3 separate regions of the Mus musculus genome follow, and all the other regions are linked to region 1. A link is a contact called in public Hi-C and promoter capture Hi-C data. All regions are on one chromosome and are shown on one strand. The core of a region is the stretch at or near the end of the contact, and the rest is flanking DNA. Distances in the headings are between cores, read along the strand shown. Region 1 holds the start of Slc6a12 (solute carrier family 6 (neurotransmitter transporter, betaine/GABA), member 12). Region 2 holds the start of Apobec1 (apolipoprotein B mRNA editing enzyme, catalytic polypeptide 1). Region 3 holds the start of Aicda (activation-induced cytidine deaminase).

Region 1 (4,393 bases), core at 508-3,007:
ACCTGTTAACTGATCTGAGGAAGGAGCTCTCGGAACCAAGGGGCACAGGTTCCAGTGCCGGCTTCTTCATTTACTGCATGTGGTCACAAGGTGAAGTGTTTTGCTTCTAGTCACCCCCAGAATTCTTCTCAGGCAGAGTCTTCTCATATCCACACCTCAAGGCTCCTAATGGAGGCAACACATAGTGTACCCAGCCTGAACGAGGAGCTCAGAAAATAGGCTTCATGCCAGGTACCTAGGAGTATGCACGGGGTCAGAAGAAGATGGCTGCTCGTGGCTCTTCCTCTCTTTGCAGTACTTTGCAGATGCTTGCAAAGACACAATCTCTGGCTTCTTGAGTTTCCAGTGGTCTGATAACAGGAGGGTGCGGGGGAAAATGAATATTGGGACAAGCTTGATTTGGGGGGGGGGGGAACCAATGTTAAGAGAGGGAGACAAGGGTCTGAAGTAGCCAGGGGAAAGAGATGGAAGGATTAGGTAAAATCCGACTTTACTCACTGGGCAGAAGGGCTGCCAAAGCCGGCTCTTTTGTTTTTTGTAGACCCTGGTATCTCCTGTGTAAGAAACAGCAGAGCAGTGTGTCTCTCAACCTTCCTAACGCTGTGACCCTTTAACACAGTTCCTCATGTTGTGGTCGCCCCTAACCATAACATTATTTTCATTGCCACTTCGTAACTGTAGTTTTGCTGTTATCAATCGTAATGTAGATATCTGATATGCAGGATATCTGATGTGTGACCCACAAAGAGGTCACAATGCACAGGATGAGAACTGCTGTACTGGAGGTCATGATGGTGGGCCCAGCGTGCAGGCATAGAGCAGACCCAGCAGGCAGGGCAGGTTGCACCATGCCAGCTGGGCACGGGGGTGAGAAGTGGGCAGCTTGCGGCAGACCGTGACTCTTTTCCCTCCAGAGCTGGTCCCCAGCTTGTAAAGGCCAGACTCATTCTGGTTTTCCTTGATGGGCAACAGAGGCCAGGGGGGACCTGAGGGATGGTGAGTGGGGTGCCAATGGAAAATTACAGACCGCCAATCTCACTTCACACCCTCCACTGTTAAGACATTTTTTAGCAGATAAAGGGGAAGTCCACACAAAGGGAAATTTCCCTTTCTCCCCACAACTTCCCCTGTTTCCATCCCACTCGGCATTGAAGAAACATCTTGATGTTTCCAGAGGCCACAGGCTTTTTCGTATCCATGCTGTGAAGACTTGCCCAGAGAACCCTGTTTTGGAAAAATCCTCCCATCATTGCTGAGGGCACACACATTCCCCATGGGTGTGCACACTTGACAGCCGCCAGGCTGTTCCGGAGGAGTCTTTGGTTTGTGGTGCTGTGCTGGGCAGAATCTGAGTATCTGGATCCCAGAACCCCCACCGGAGCCTGCAACAAATACTGACAACTGTCCTTAAGAACCTGTGATTTTCCCAGCACAGCCATGTTGACTTTAACCCTCCACAGCAACCTTGAAAAGCACCCATTATCCACCTTTCCAAAGCGGGAAACTGAGGCTCAGAGTCTTCCTTGGCTGGGAGACCATGATAAGGGTCTGGGTGGGTGGGCTGAACCTTGGATCCTATTTGCATTTGCCTTCCTGGGATATGCAGGCTCTGGAGACTTCTCTAGGAAAATCCCAAGGAGAAGGCAGTGGCTGGGAAGGTCTCGAGCTTTGCAGGTACTTGGTGGAAAACTCCAGTCTGTGATTCACCCTCCTCCCATGCCCTCGTCACTGAGGCCAGCTCCCCTCCCAAGGTCCTCAGTGTCCAGCCTGAAAGTTGGTGGCTCCCATCCCACTGCTCTGGTAAGAGGGGCTGTACCTTGCCTAAGAAGGAGCCGGTAGTTGGGGTGGAGGTGAGGATAAGGGCGAAGGGCCAGGAGCAGGAGGAGAGAGGTCAGGGAGGTAGGGCTGCCTGAGGCAGCTGTTCAACAAGGTTCTGGGGGCTTCTTCTGGATAGTGCCCACTGGGAAGACACTAGTCAGGAGTGAGGGGCCCTGAGGGGACAGAGAGACAGGGTCATGAGGTTTCGTTCCCTGAGGGTGGATGGTGTAATCTAGGCTTATAGACTTCTCAATCTCTCTTGTTGCTTGTGGTATTTTGTCCCTTCACTTTCTACAGCCCCCCTTCCCTGGTCTGGCCATCCGTCTCAGGACCACTGGGTGGGTGGGGCTGTGGCGGGAGGGGGGGTTGGGGGGGGGAGGAGCAGGAGTACTGAAGGTGAGAATTCCTCTTCCAGGTCTGGAGACGCTTACTCATTCTGGAGCAGGAGTTCTAGCTGGGCTGAGAGACCAGGTGAGTGGGAAGAGCATGCGCAGAGCGCGCAGTCTGGTTATCATAGCCTCTGTACCCCTGAGTCTGGAGAGCTGAGGCTCAGGGCAGAGGCAAGACCCAGCAGAACTGTGTGTCTGGGCAGGAAGCAGGGAGCTGCGGTCCCCTGAGGCCACAGGGAGTCTGATGCCATCCTCACTAGCCACATAATGAAATTGCTCAGGGACAAGCCCCAGTAAGTAAGGAGAGTTCACAGATGGGGAACTGGCCCCGAGGAGGCGGGCCATCTGCCTGCCAGGGGAGGGCAGTCAGTTTTCAGAGCTAGGAAGGGTGAGTGGATGGATCTGGAACTACCTTCACAGGTTGGGGGCGCCTGCCTCTTGGTCAGCTAGGGCTAGAGCAGAAAGCGGGGCACCAGCTTGGGTGGGACTGGGTCTGAGGAGAGGGAGCTGGAGAAGATGTGGGCTGCCACTGTGGAGGGCAGCTGCCTACCAGGTGTGAAGGGCTACGAGCAGCCAGGCTTTGGGGCCATGCACACAGGTATGTGTGTGCAGAGGGACGTGACGGAATGGCATCGGTGTGTTCAGGGGTGGGTGCTGGTATGTGGGTATGGGCTGAAGTGGGACTGGGTCTCTTTCGTTTAGGGAAGGGAGCGGTGGTGCCTGGGTTGAACCCTAGCAGTATGTGGGGCGGGGAGGGTTTCTGGAGGTGTTTCCTAGAACCAGAGTGGGCTTCCATCTAATCTGTCCAGCTCCTGAGGAGAGAGTTAAGACTGTACTTGCTGGTCCTTTGAAGACAGAACCCAGGATTGGCTCAAGGGCACCCAAGTATGGTGAAGTCCCTCCCCTTCCCCTTGCTCAGCCTAGCAAAGCGGGTGGACAGCCTGCAGAGGAGATCTGTAGCTGTGGAGGTAACAGAGCTTGCGAAGGGGAACGAGTTGTCCTTGCTGTCACAGAATCATTCCTAGCAAACAGACTAGAGGTGGGGCGGGGGGGAGGGACCCTGGGGGCCGAGGCTGTGTTTTTGAATTTATTTGCTGTTGGTGTGGAGCTGGGCTGGGCTGGAACTTTACTGTCCTGCTTCGATTCTGAGATCTGGAGTTCTCACGCAGATGATATTCACTATCTGACCCATAAGAAGAATAGAGAGAAAAGGGGCCCTGTGCAGCGTGTTTGTACGGCTAACGTTCTCCTGGACATTCCTTCCCCTAGTCTAACATAGCTGTCCAGTGCTGTGGTTTCAGCCCTCTCTCCTCCCTGCTCACCGTGGCTCTGAGCCACCTCTCCTTTTGCCTGCCTTTGTTTTTATTCTGTGGTTCCACTCTTCCTCTCGAAAACGTTTTAAAGAATTTTTATTTGTTTATTTTTATGTGTCTGAATGTTTTGTGTGTGTCTCTGCACACTACATGTCTGGCGACTGAGGGAGCCAGAAGAGGAGTCCCCTGGGACTGAAGTTACAGGCAGTTATGAATCACCATGTGGGTGATGAGAGTGGAACCTGGATCCTCTGTAAGAGCAGCCAGTGCTCTTAACGGCTGATCCATCTCCCCATGCCCAATCTTTTATTTATAGAAAATTATATTTATATTTATTCTTATTTTCATTATATATTTATATAAATTTATATAATAATATCATATCAATATTATCAATAATGTTTATATATTAGCATATTTATATAAATAGAAATATAATTTGTATAAATATACTTATTATATTTATTTATAGAAAATTATAAAATGGCCTATGGCTATTCACACTCTCAGGTCCTGCTCTTCCTTCTTTTCCTTGATAAACCTCAGTCTCAGGCCTGGACAGGGTTCTGGGTGTGCTCCCCTGACCCCTCCCCCCTCATCTTTCCCATCATGCATTCTTCATCTACTCCTTTTCCCACCAGATCATCCCCTCTCCCTCTGTTCATCTTGCAATGGCTGCGAGTGGTGGGGGGAGTGGAAGGTTTGTCTTCTGCAGGTTCCCTCAGGCTTCCTCGTGGGTGGGGCTTGCCGAGCCCGCTATCCCATGGCTTAGCAAGCAAAGGCGACCTATATGGTCTTTTTCACATCTCTTCACCTTTATCCTCCCCTTCTGCCGCTACCCAATGGAGACAGGGTCATTCTCTCTAGGAGATT
Region 2 (4,393 bases), core at 1,171-3,670, 1.3 Mb after region 1:
CACAGGGTTTGGAGGTAGAGAAATACTACCATACCTGGCTCATGATGTCCTCAGAGCTAATATGAAGAATCCAGGAGCAGAACAAATCAACCACGGGCAGTCCTGAGAAGAGGAAAGAACCATTGTCAAGGTCCAAAAATCTAAAAGCAACCCAAGCAGGAACAAGAGTCCACACAAAGCAAGATCTTTATATGAATTAGGCAGTAAAAACTGACCAATCAGGTACAACAGCAGAGACTCAGGGGATGACTGAATCTGCATTTTAATAAGTATTTAAGCAGATGGCAAGACTGTATTGTATGCAGACCACTACTGGTCGATCAGGGCCCCAGAACAAACTCCGCCAGAGCTGAACTGCAACCCTGAGCCAGAATGTTGCAGGTTTTAAGTCTCTGCCAAGTCATCCCACCAATCAGGATTTAGGGATAGAGGACTTCTCCCTATTCCACCAGTCGGATTTAGGGAAAGAGAATATGTCTTTGTGGCACACTTATCCGATTCTCATTAGTTGGCTATTCAAGTAGATAGGGAGACTTGCCCGAATTCATGTCTCAACTAGCCAACCAGGATGCCAGCCACCCACATACATCTCTCTTTCTGCCAACCAGGATGCCAGTCTCCGAGGGAAGTCTTGGGAGCTTAAACTTTACTTGACCCCTATTCAAAATGGAAGTTTTACTCAAAATGGCTTCAGGTTGGCTCCTTCTTATATTCCTTCTCCTAGTGTTTGTATATCACTCAAGTCCTTGATTATCTGTTTCAGGGTGTAAAGGATTGTATTGGGTTCTTAGGACCACGAGCTTAACTGAGTTGGGAATCAAGGCCCGATGAGGAGCAGGTAGTAAATATGGCAGTCAGCAAAGGGGCCCAATCAAAGAGGTTCTGGATCCAGTTTCCAGCCTGTCTCCCTTGCCCCTCCCTGTCCAATAGGCTTCCACTTCTGGACCACAGTCCAGGGGGAGTCCTTTGTTCCTATGTCCATTGTCTTGAGACCCCGGGGGTCATTACTAGTATCTGAGAGTCTCTGTCATAGTAAGTTTAAATACCTTAAATGCCATATTCAGCAGCTCTCTGATAGTATCTCTCAAGTGTATCTGAGTTAAATATCTATTTTTAGTTATTTGCTTTAAGTTGTTTCTTTTTTTTTTTAAAGATTCATTTATATGAGTACACTGTCGCTGTCTTCGGACACACCAGAAGAGGACATCAGATCCCATTACAGATGGTTGTGAGCCACCACCATGTGGTTGCTGGGAACTGAACTCAGGACCTCTGGAAGAGCAGTCAGTGATCTTAACCGATGAGCCATCTCTCCAGCCCTATTTGTTTTAAGTTATATCTTGAAACATAATTTTAAGCCAGTGATTCTCAATTTTTTTTTAATGCTATAATACTTTAGTATCCGAGTTCTTCACCAGACTGACTATGGTCATTGTTTTATTGCCTCATAAGACAGGAATTTTTCAGTCTCTGGTGTTAAGCTGTGACCCTAATTTTTAGTCTTTTATTTATGCATTAATAAAGATAACATACTAATAAAGACATTACAATAAAATATCTGATAAAATTTAAAATGTTTCATAGATTTATAAATGAAAACATTTTTTAAAAGCTGTTTTTAAAATGTCCAGTTTTGATTTTTTGTAAAATTCCAAAATTTTCGTTAAAGTAGTTTAAAATCTCTCAATTGTGTGTTTTTTGAAAAACAAAGTACCTTTTTAAAGAATGAAGACATGGAGCACAAACCGTAATTCTTAGAAGACAAAACCAAATTTTAACAGTATAAGCAACTTAGTGTTTTATTATAAAGGGGTTAGTTATTATAAGTTATTATAAGTGGGTTATTTTTATGTTACAAAGTTTAGTTGACAGCAAGAAAAGTTCTTGTATAAGAACGCATGGAGATACAGCTTAAATACCTCCTAGTTTTTTCTATAAACTTGGTTTTTAAGACAGATCAGAAATTATATAAAAATCTTATTCCAATTTAAAAGTATCTTTGGAGACCCGTTTCCTTGGCTGGTCCATCCCATGTGTTGGACAATGGCTCCAACCCTGAGTTACTGGTTTTAAGTTAACTTTTTGGTACAGATACTAAAAATTTTTAACCATATCCAACGACTTATGAGCCAATGATCTATAACCAATACATACAGAACACAGAACAGTCAGAAGCAAACACGCACTGGCCACATACATTTATACATTCAAAAACAGACAAAACTTCCCTTACTTCTTCCTGATCTGATTTCAAGGGAGGAGCGCCTTGCTGTTGCTGCCTGCAGAATCCAACGCTCATGGGCACCGTGGTTCTGTAGCGGGAGTAGGCACCGGCTTCCTGACCACAGAAAGCTTAAGAGCTGCTGGTTTCGCTTTTAGAGAAACTCGAACAGCTAGATCAGGCGGCAGGGGTTTGCATCAGGCGAGCAGGAGGCGGGGCTTTACCAGCAGTGCAGGACTCTCAGCTGCAGGCACAGTGCCAGTTTATCAGTTTTTGTTGTTATTATTATTGTTGTTGTTGTCCCGATTCGGCCGCTTCCCCCCACACCCCCCCCCGAAAATCCTTGAGATGGGTAAATACTAAGAGGTGAACAACCAGCAGATGAACTTTGGCCCGTTTTTCCAGATATAAAACACAGAGCAACATTCAAACTAAATGAAACCACAGACACAGACTGACAGACATGGGCAATCCAGCATGCCCAGAACCAGAAGCAAATGTTCCCTCAGTGGAAACCAGTGAAAAGCGGGCCGTCTCCTGTCCTCCTCTGACCCTCGGAGCAGTGCTGCGTCCACTTTCTCCTTTCTTGGGTCCTAGAGAGGCTCCACCAGAAAGCAGAATACAGGCTCACCTCCGGGAGTCCAGATGACTGAAAAACAGTCCGAGGTGCTGCTAATTCAGCTTAAGGGCTCAAGTAGGTTAGCGTTTGGTATCCAAATGTTAGGGTGTAAAAATCTAAAAATAAATAAATAAATAAGTCTGCCAAGTTATCCCACAAATTAGGATCTAGGGATAGAAGTCTTCCCTAGGAACTTGTCTTTGTGGTACATTCATCCTGTTCCTACTGTTTGGTTTATTCGACTGTGGTGGGAGACTTGCCTAGCAATCATGTCTCAACTTGCCAGACAGGATGTCAGTTCAACACTGAGGTCTTGGGAACTTAAACTTATTTGACCTCTGTTCAAAATGAAAGTTTTATTCAAAATGGCTTCAGTCTGGTCCCTTCTCTTTCTTTCTTTCTTTCTTTCTTTCTTTCTTTCTTTCTTTCTTTCTTTCTTTCTTTCTTTCTTTCTTTCTTCCTTCCTTCCTTCCTTCCTTTCTTTTTTTCTTCCTTCCTTCCTTCCTTCCTTTCTTTTTTTCTTTCTTTCTCCCCCCCCACCCCGCCAGACAGGGTTTCTCTGTAGCCCTGGCTGTCCTGGAACTCACTCTATAGACCAGGCTGGCTCAAACTCAGAAATCCACCTGCCTCTGCCTCCTGAGTGCTGGGATTAAAGGTGTGGGCCACCACACCAATATCCTTTCAACAAGGTTTTTACTATTTTTCTCTTCTTTTCTTCTTTTTTTCTCCTACTTTTTGAGACAAGATTTCTTTATGTGGCTCTGGCTGTCTATAACTCTCTATATAGACCACGCTAGCCTCAACTCAGAGTTCCACCTGCCTCTGCCTCCTGAGTGCTGGGATTAAAGGTGTGGGCCACCCCACCAATATCCTTTCAACAAGGTTTTTACTATTTTTCTCTCCTCTTCTTTTCTTTTCTTTTCTTCTTCTTTTCTCCTACTTTTTGAGACAAGATTTCTTTATGTGGCTCTGGCTGTCTATAACTCTCTATATAGACCACGCTAGCCTCAACTCAGAGTTCCACCTACCTCTGTCTCCCAAGTGCTGGGATTACAGATGTATAAAAAGAATGATTTTTGAACTAGGCGATAGTGGTGCACGCCTTTAATCCCAGCACATGGGAGGCAGAAGCAGGCGGATCTCTGAGTTCAAGACCAGCATAGCCTACTGAGAGAATTCCAGGATGGCCAGGACTACACAGAAACCCTGTCTCACATAAACAAAAAGTCCAGATGTGTGTGTGTGTGTGTGTGTGTGTGTGTGTGTGTGTGTGTACAGAAGAGAGTGTAGGACCCCTCAGAACCAAAGTGAGAGGTGTTTGCAGAACACCAGGCTTGTTACATAGTTGCTGGGTTCTGAACTCCAGTGCACAAAATTTAGCCACAGTCACCTCTTACCTGCTGAGCCTTCTCTCCAGCCTCCCTTTTAATAACTTTTATAGAAAGGTCCTGCTTTGCTTTACTATTGCTGTGTCAAACAAACAAACACAGCCTGGAGAAGAAAGGACTTCTTTCATCTTACACCCCAGAGAACAATTCATCACTGAGAGAAGT
Region 3 (4,393 bases), core at 1,324-3,823, 1.2 Mb after region 1:
TCAGAGCAAGCCGCAGTGGTGTGGAACCTCTCCTTGAAGACGAGAAAACATTTCCTTTCTTTATTTCTATGTTTTGTTTTTTGTTTTTGTTTTTTAGCAGGGTTCCATGATTGTCCTGGAACTGGACACATAGCCCAGGCTAGTCTCAAACTTCCAGGAATCCTCCTGCCTTAATCTTCAGAATGCTAGAATTCTGATCGTGTACGACTGCCATACTTGTCTTGGGGGCGGGATTGCCTGTTCCGCTGTCTGTCTGGCGACAGGGTTTCACTATGTAGCCCTTGGTTGGTCTGGAATACCTTTCCTTCTTTCTTCCTTAAACATTTGAAAGATTTATTTATTTTATGTATGTGAGTACACCGTAGTTGTCTTCAGAAGCACCAGAAGAGGGCATCAGATCACAATAAAGATGGTTGTGAGCCACCATGTGGTTGCTGGGAATTGAACGCAGGACCTCTGGAAGAGCAGTCAGTGCTCTTAACCACTGAGCCATCTCTCCAGCTCGCCCACTGGCTTCCTTGCTTGCTTTTTCTTAAGTTTTATTTATTTATTTATTTATTTATTTATTTATTTAGTTATTTAGTTATTTATTTAGTTATGTATATTGGTATTTTTTCGAAGAGGACATCAGATTTCATCTTAGACGGTTGTGAGCCACCATGTGAATGCAGAGAATTGAACCCAGGTCCTCTGAAAGAACAGCCAGTGCTCTTAAATACTGAACCATCTCTCCAGCCCCTGCTGCTCCCTGTCCCTCTCCCTTTTAAAGAAATGGTGTCAGTCAGAACAGGCAAGATGGTTCCATGGATAAATGTCCTTGCTGCAAAGCCTGACTACTTGAGTTCAAGCCTCAGGATCTACATGGTGGACAGAGAGGACCAAGTCTTGTAAATTGTCTTCTGACATCTACACATAAGCTCTGGCCCTCGTGCCTCATATACCCCTCCACTGCCAAGCACAGCAATATATATATAATTTTTTAAAATGTAAAGAAATCACAACATCTCTGCCAATATCCATCAAGTCGGCCCTTTGGGAGGCTGTGTACGTGTGTCTCAGTATGTCATTCCCTGGACAATTGGCCAAAGTAGGGCAAAGGTCCGGGCCTCATCCTGTGAGACAAGTTAGAGGGACTTGTCCACCCACCACCTGGGTTCCCTTAACCCTGTAATGTCACGGCTGGTGCTGGTTACTCCCGGTGCCCTGAAATTTTTTTCCCAGGAATTCATTAATTCACTAGTGAGGGAAATTGTGTCTCTGATAGTGATGTGATAATGCAGAGGAAATTAATTAGAGGAAGAAGGAGGATGGGGGCTCATTAACATTTCAGATATGATATCCAGGGAAGGCTAAACTGCCAGGGAGTAAGCCAAGTCCTGAACTATGAGACTTTGCACAGAGAGATTTCACAGCAACAAAATAGGGGCAGGGGCATGTGCTGTGTGCATGCAACGGGATCCAGTCTCTAGCTCAAGACTGGTCTGGTCTATATAGAAAGTTCCAGACCAGCCAGAGGAGCTACATAATGACACCCTATCTAAAAAAAGGAAGGGAAGGAAGGAAGGAAGGAAGGAAGGAAGAAAGGAAGGAAGGAGGGAGGGAGGGAGGGAGGGAGGGAGGGAGGGAGGAAAGAAGGAAGGAAGGAAGGAAGGAAGGAAGGAAGGAAGGAAGGAAGGAAGGAAGGAAGGAAGAGTATAAGAAAGGAAGGAAGGAAGAAAGCAAAGGATGTTCTTCCAGATGATCAGGGTTCAGATCCCAGCAACCACACATGGTGGCTTTCAACCGCCTGCTGGTCCTCTGCAATAGAAATAAGTGCTCTTAATCACTGGGCCAGCTCTCCAGGCCTCCAGTAAGGTATTTTTAATGAGGAAAAAGAGTTCTTTTTTAAAAAAAAAATACTTTTTGACACACACACACACACAAAATTAAAATAAATCACTTTTTGGTGCAAGCAACTAGTCTTTCTAGCTATCTTATAATGTCATTTTAAAAAAAGAAAAATATATTAGAGAATTAGGAGGCTAAAGTTCACTCTCTGGATGCTGTGGTGGTCAACCCCCATCTCTACTGAGGCATAAAACTGAGTGTAACAAACGGAAGGAACAGATACTGTAAGTTCAAGAAGCACAAGATGCATTTAAGGCCACTTTAAGTCACTATGACTGCTATCATTCTTGTTATCACAATTTTAAAATTAGGAAGCATGCACAGACCTTAGGTGTGATACCTGGGACCCCCCCACACACACACACACACACACTCACAGAGCTCATTATCATGATACCAATGTGAAAAGTGTCCAGTGCTATTGTCTCCTGATCTTTGTTACCTGTGGTACCTGGGCTGGCTTTTTAGAGGAACAGCCTCGAAGGAAGTTGGACATTAAGCATGAGCAGAACTGCCCCCCGCCCCCCAATCATTTAATCCGTGTGGCTCTGCCCACCACAGCCCCGCCCATCTTTACTGGACCCAACCCAGGAGGCAGATGTTGGATACCTGGTGGTAGTGATGCTGTCGTGGGGGAGGAGCCCACAAGAGCAAGCTCAGATTTGAATGCCAGGGGCCAGTGCTCTGTCACACAACAGCACTGAAGCAGCCTTGCTTGAAGCAAGCTTCCTTTGGCCTAAGACTTTGAGGGAGTCAAGAAAGTCACGCTGGAGACCGATATGGACAGGTAACAAGACAGTCTCATCTGCTTGTGCATGTGCTCCAGTAGTGCTGGCTGCCTGTCTGGATGGAGGCTTTGCCTGTCAGTGCGCGAATTTCCTCGTCTGCTTGCCACCCTCTGCTCAGGTCTTTTGGGTTTTGGACCTAACTCTGACCACGAAGTTCTTCCCTTCCCCCGGTTTCTCTCTTCTCTGTGTTGCTAGAGATAGGAAGCCTTGACTTGTCCTGAGATTTGGGCAGAGCTAGAGCCGGCTTGTGGTAATAACAGCGAAGCCTTAGAGGCCCGCGCCACAAAGAGGTCGTAGCAACTCCTTACTAAAAACAGTAGTGGTTATTTTCACAATTATTTGGCAAATATCCAACATCTTAAGACTCGCATGGGGAGTCTTTACAGGAATTATTTAGTTATAGCAAGAAGATTTGTACTTCTCAAAAAAAAAAAAAAAAAAAAAAAAACTAAACATTTGAGATGAATTGCTTGCAACTCATTACAATGGTGTCTATTGAAGGAGAGAATTTCATTAAGACAGGCAATTTAGTGTTATAGACTCAACTGTTAGACACTTGGTGACATTTTTACTGTTTAATTCATCTATGCAGAGATTTCTTAGCTTCTTGAAAGCTTTTATATGCAGCTCATGATGAGCCATTATCAGAAATTTCTCTCTTGATTTTTACATTTATTGCCAGTGTGTGAGTCACTATGCCTAAAGCCCATACACTTGAGCTCACTTCCGTTTGGCTATGAGGTTTAGAATATGGAGTTAATATAGCTAATGGTAGCAGGGTGTTCTTCAGATTCCAGATTTTTCCTTTCTTGTCTTCCTTCTTTCTTTTTGTTACCCTTCTCCTACCCCCTCTTCTTCTCCCCCTCCTCCTCTTCCTCCCTCCTCCCCATCTCTTCCCCTCCTCTTCTCCCTCCTCCCCCTCCTCTTCCCCTTCCCCTCTTCCCCCTCTTCCTCCTCTTCCTCCTCCTTCTCCTGCTCCCCATCTCTTTCCCTCCTCTTCTCCCTCCTCCTCCTCCTTTTGCCCCTTCTCCTCTTCCCCCTCCTCCTCTTCCTTTTCCTTCTCCTCCTTCTCCTCCTCCCTCTCCTCCCCCTTTCCTCCTCCCACTCTCCCTCACCCCTATCAGGGACCACATTGAAGACCTCACACATGCTAGACAAGTAATCTGCCACTTAATTACATCCTGAGCCCTCAAAAAGCAAACAGACAGACAGACAGACAGACAAACAAACAAACAAACAAACAAATGTTCACAGGAGGCAGGCAGACAGCATGAGCTGCTTCTGGGTTTATAGTGAATTTTGAAACCAAATCTGAGATCTATGTCCTGATGGAGAAGGGTCCGAGAGAAATGCATGAGCATGGCAAAATGCAAAGCAAAGACGAGGCTGAGATTCAGGGAGAAGCAAACAAGACAGTGGAGAGACACAGGATGGCACGGCATGGACTGGAGCAAGGGCAGCGGGTAACTCAAGGCAGCCCTGCTACTAGGCTGGGATTATTTTTAACCCCTTGAGTCTGGTTTGCATTGCTGGGGAAGCAGCTAAGGTTCTGCCTCAAGGAGCACAGCTGTCTCAGCAGCTGGCGATCTACAGGTTTGGGACACCACCTAGCAAAGTCCTCCTTACCGGGAGGGACATCCCGAGGAGAGGGAGCTGGAAATAGGCTCCTAGCTAGAGTTGAGGGGAGTGCTGGATGGAGGTGCCCAGTCCACAGGTCA

What was found. Promoter capture Hi-C pulls out the DNA fragments that hold promoters and counts their contacts. A called contact is a pair of places that touch in the nucleus more often than the background predicts.
Region 2: a Hi-C map of B cells shows a contact between it and region 1, with 9 read pairs. The contact joins the promoter of Apobec1 here to the promoter of Slc6a12 in region 1. A contact is called at or near these places in 3 of 39 promoter capture datasets (cranial neural crest, hippocampal neurons and liver), 1 of 484 Hi-C or Micro-C datasets (B cells) and 1 of 115 datasets of contacts at active chromatin or transcription factors (large pre-B cells).
Region 3: a contact with region 1 is called in a promoter capture Hi-C map of stem cell-derived epiblast-like cells, with 5 times the contacts expected there. The contact joins the promoter of Aicda here to the promoter of Slc6a12 in region 1. A contact is called at or near these places in 7 of 39 promoter capture datasets (cranial neural crest, frontonasal cranial neural crest, hippocampal neurons and 4 more), 2 of 15 datasets of contacts at CTCF or cohesin (embryonic stem cells and stem cell-derived epiblast-like cells), 2 of 484 Hi-C or Micro-C datasets (both in B cells) and 2 of 115 datasets of contacts at active chromatin or transcription factors (astrocytes and microglia).

The regions. Positions count from the first base shown.
Region 1 is chr6:121,340,817-121,345,209 of GRCm38.p6, forward strand. It overlaps Slc6a12 (solute carrier family 6 (neurotransmitter transporter, betaine/GABA), member 12), which reads left to right and starts at 1,758. Exons shown (of 16, transcript NM_001381903.1): 1 at 1,758-1,800; 2 at 2,234-2,289.
Region 2 is chr6:122,600,024-122,604,416 of GRCm38.p6, forward strand. Apobec1 (apolipoprotein B mRNA editing enzyme, catalytic polypeptide 1) reads right to left here and starts at 2,421. Exons shown (of 8, transcript NM_001134391.1): 1 at 2,234-2,421; 2 at 35-102.
Region 3 is chr6:122,551,236-122,555,628 of GRCm38.p6, forward strand. It overlaps Aicda (activation-induced cytidine deaminase), which reads left to right and starts at 2,574. Exons shown (of 5, transcript NM_009645.2): 1 at 2,574-2,674. The coding sequence starts at 2,667.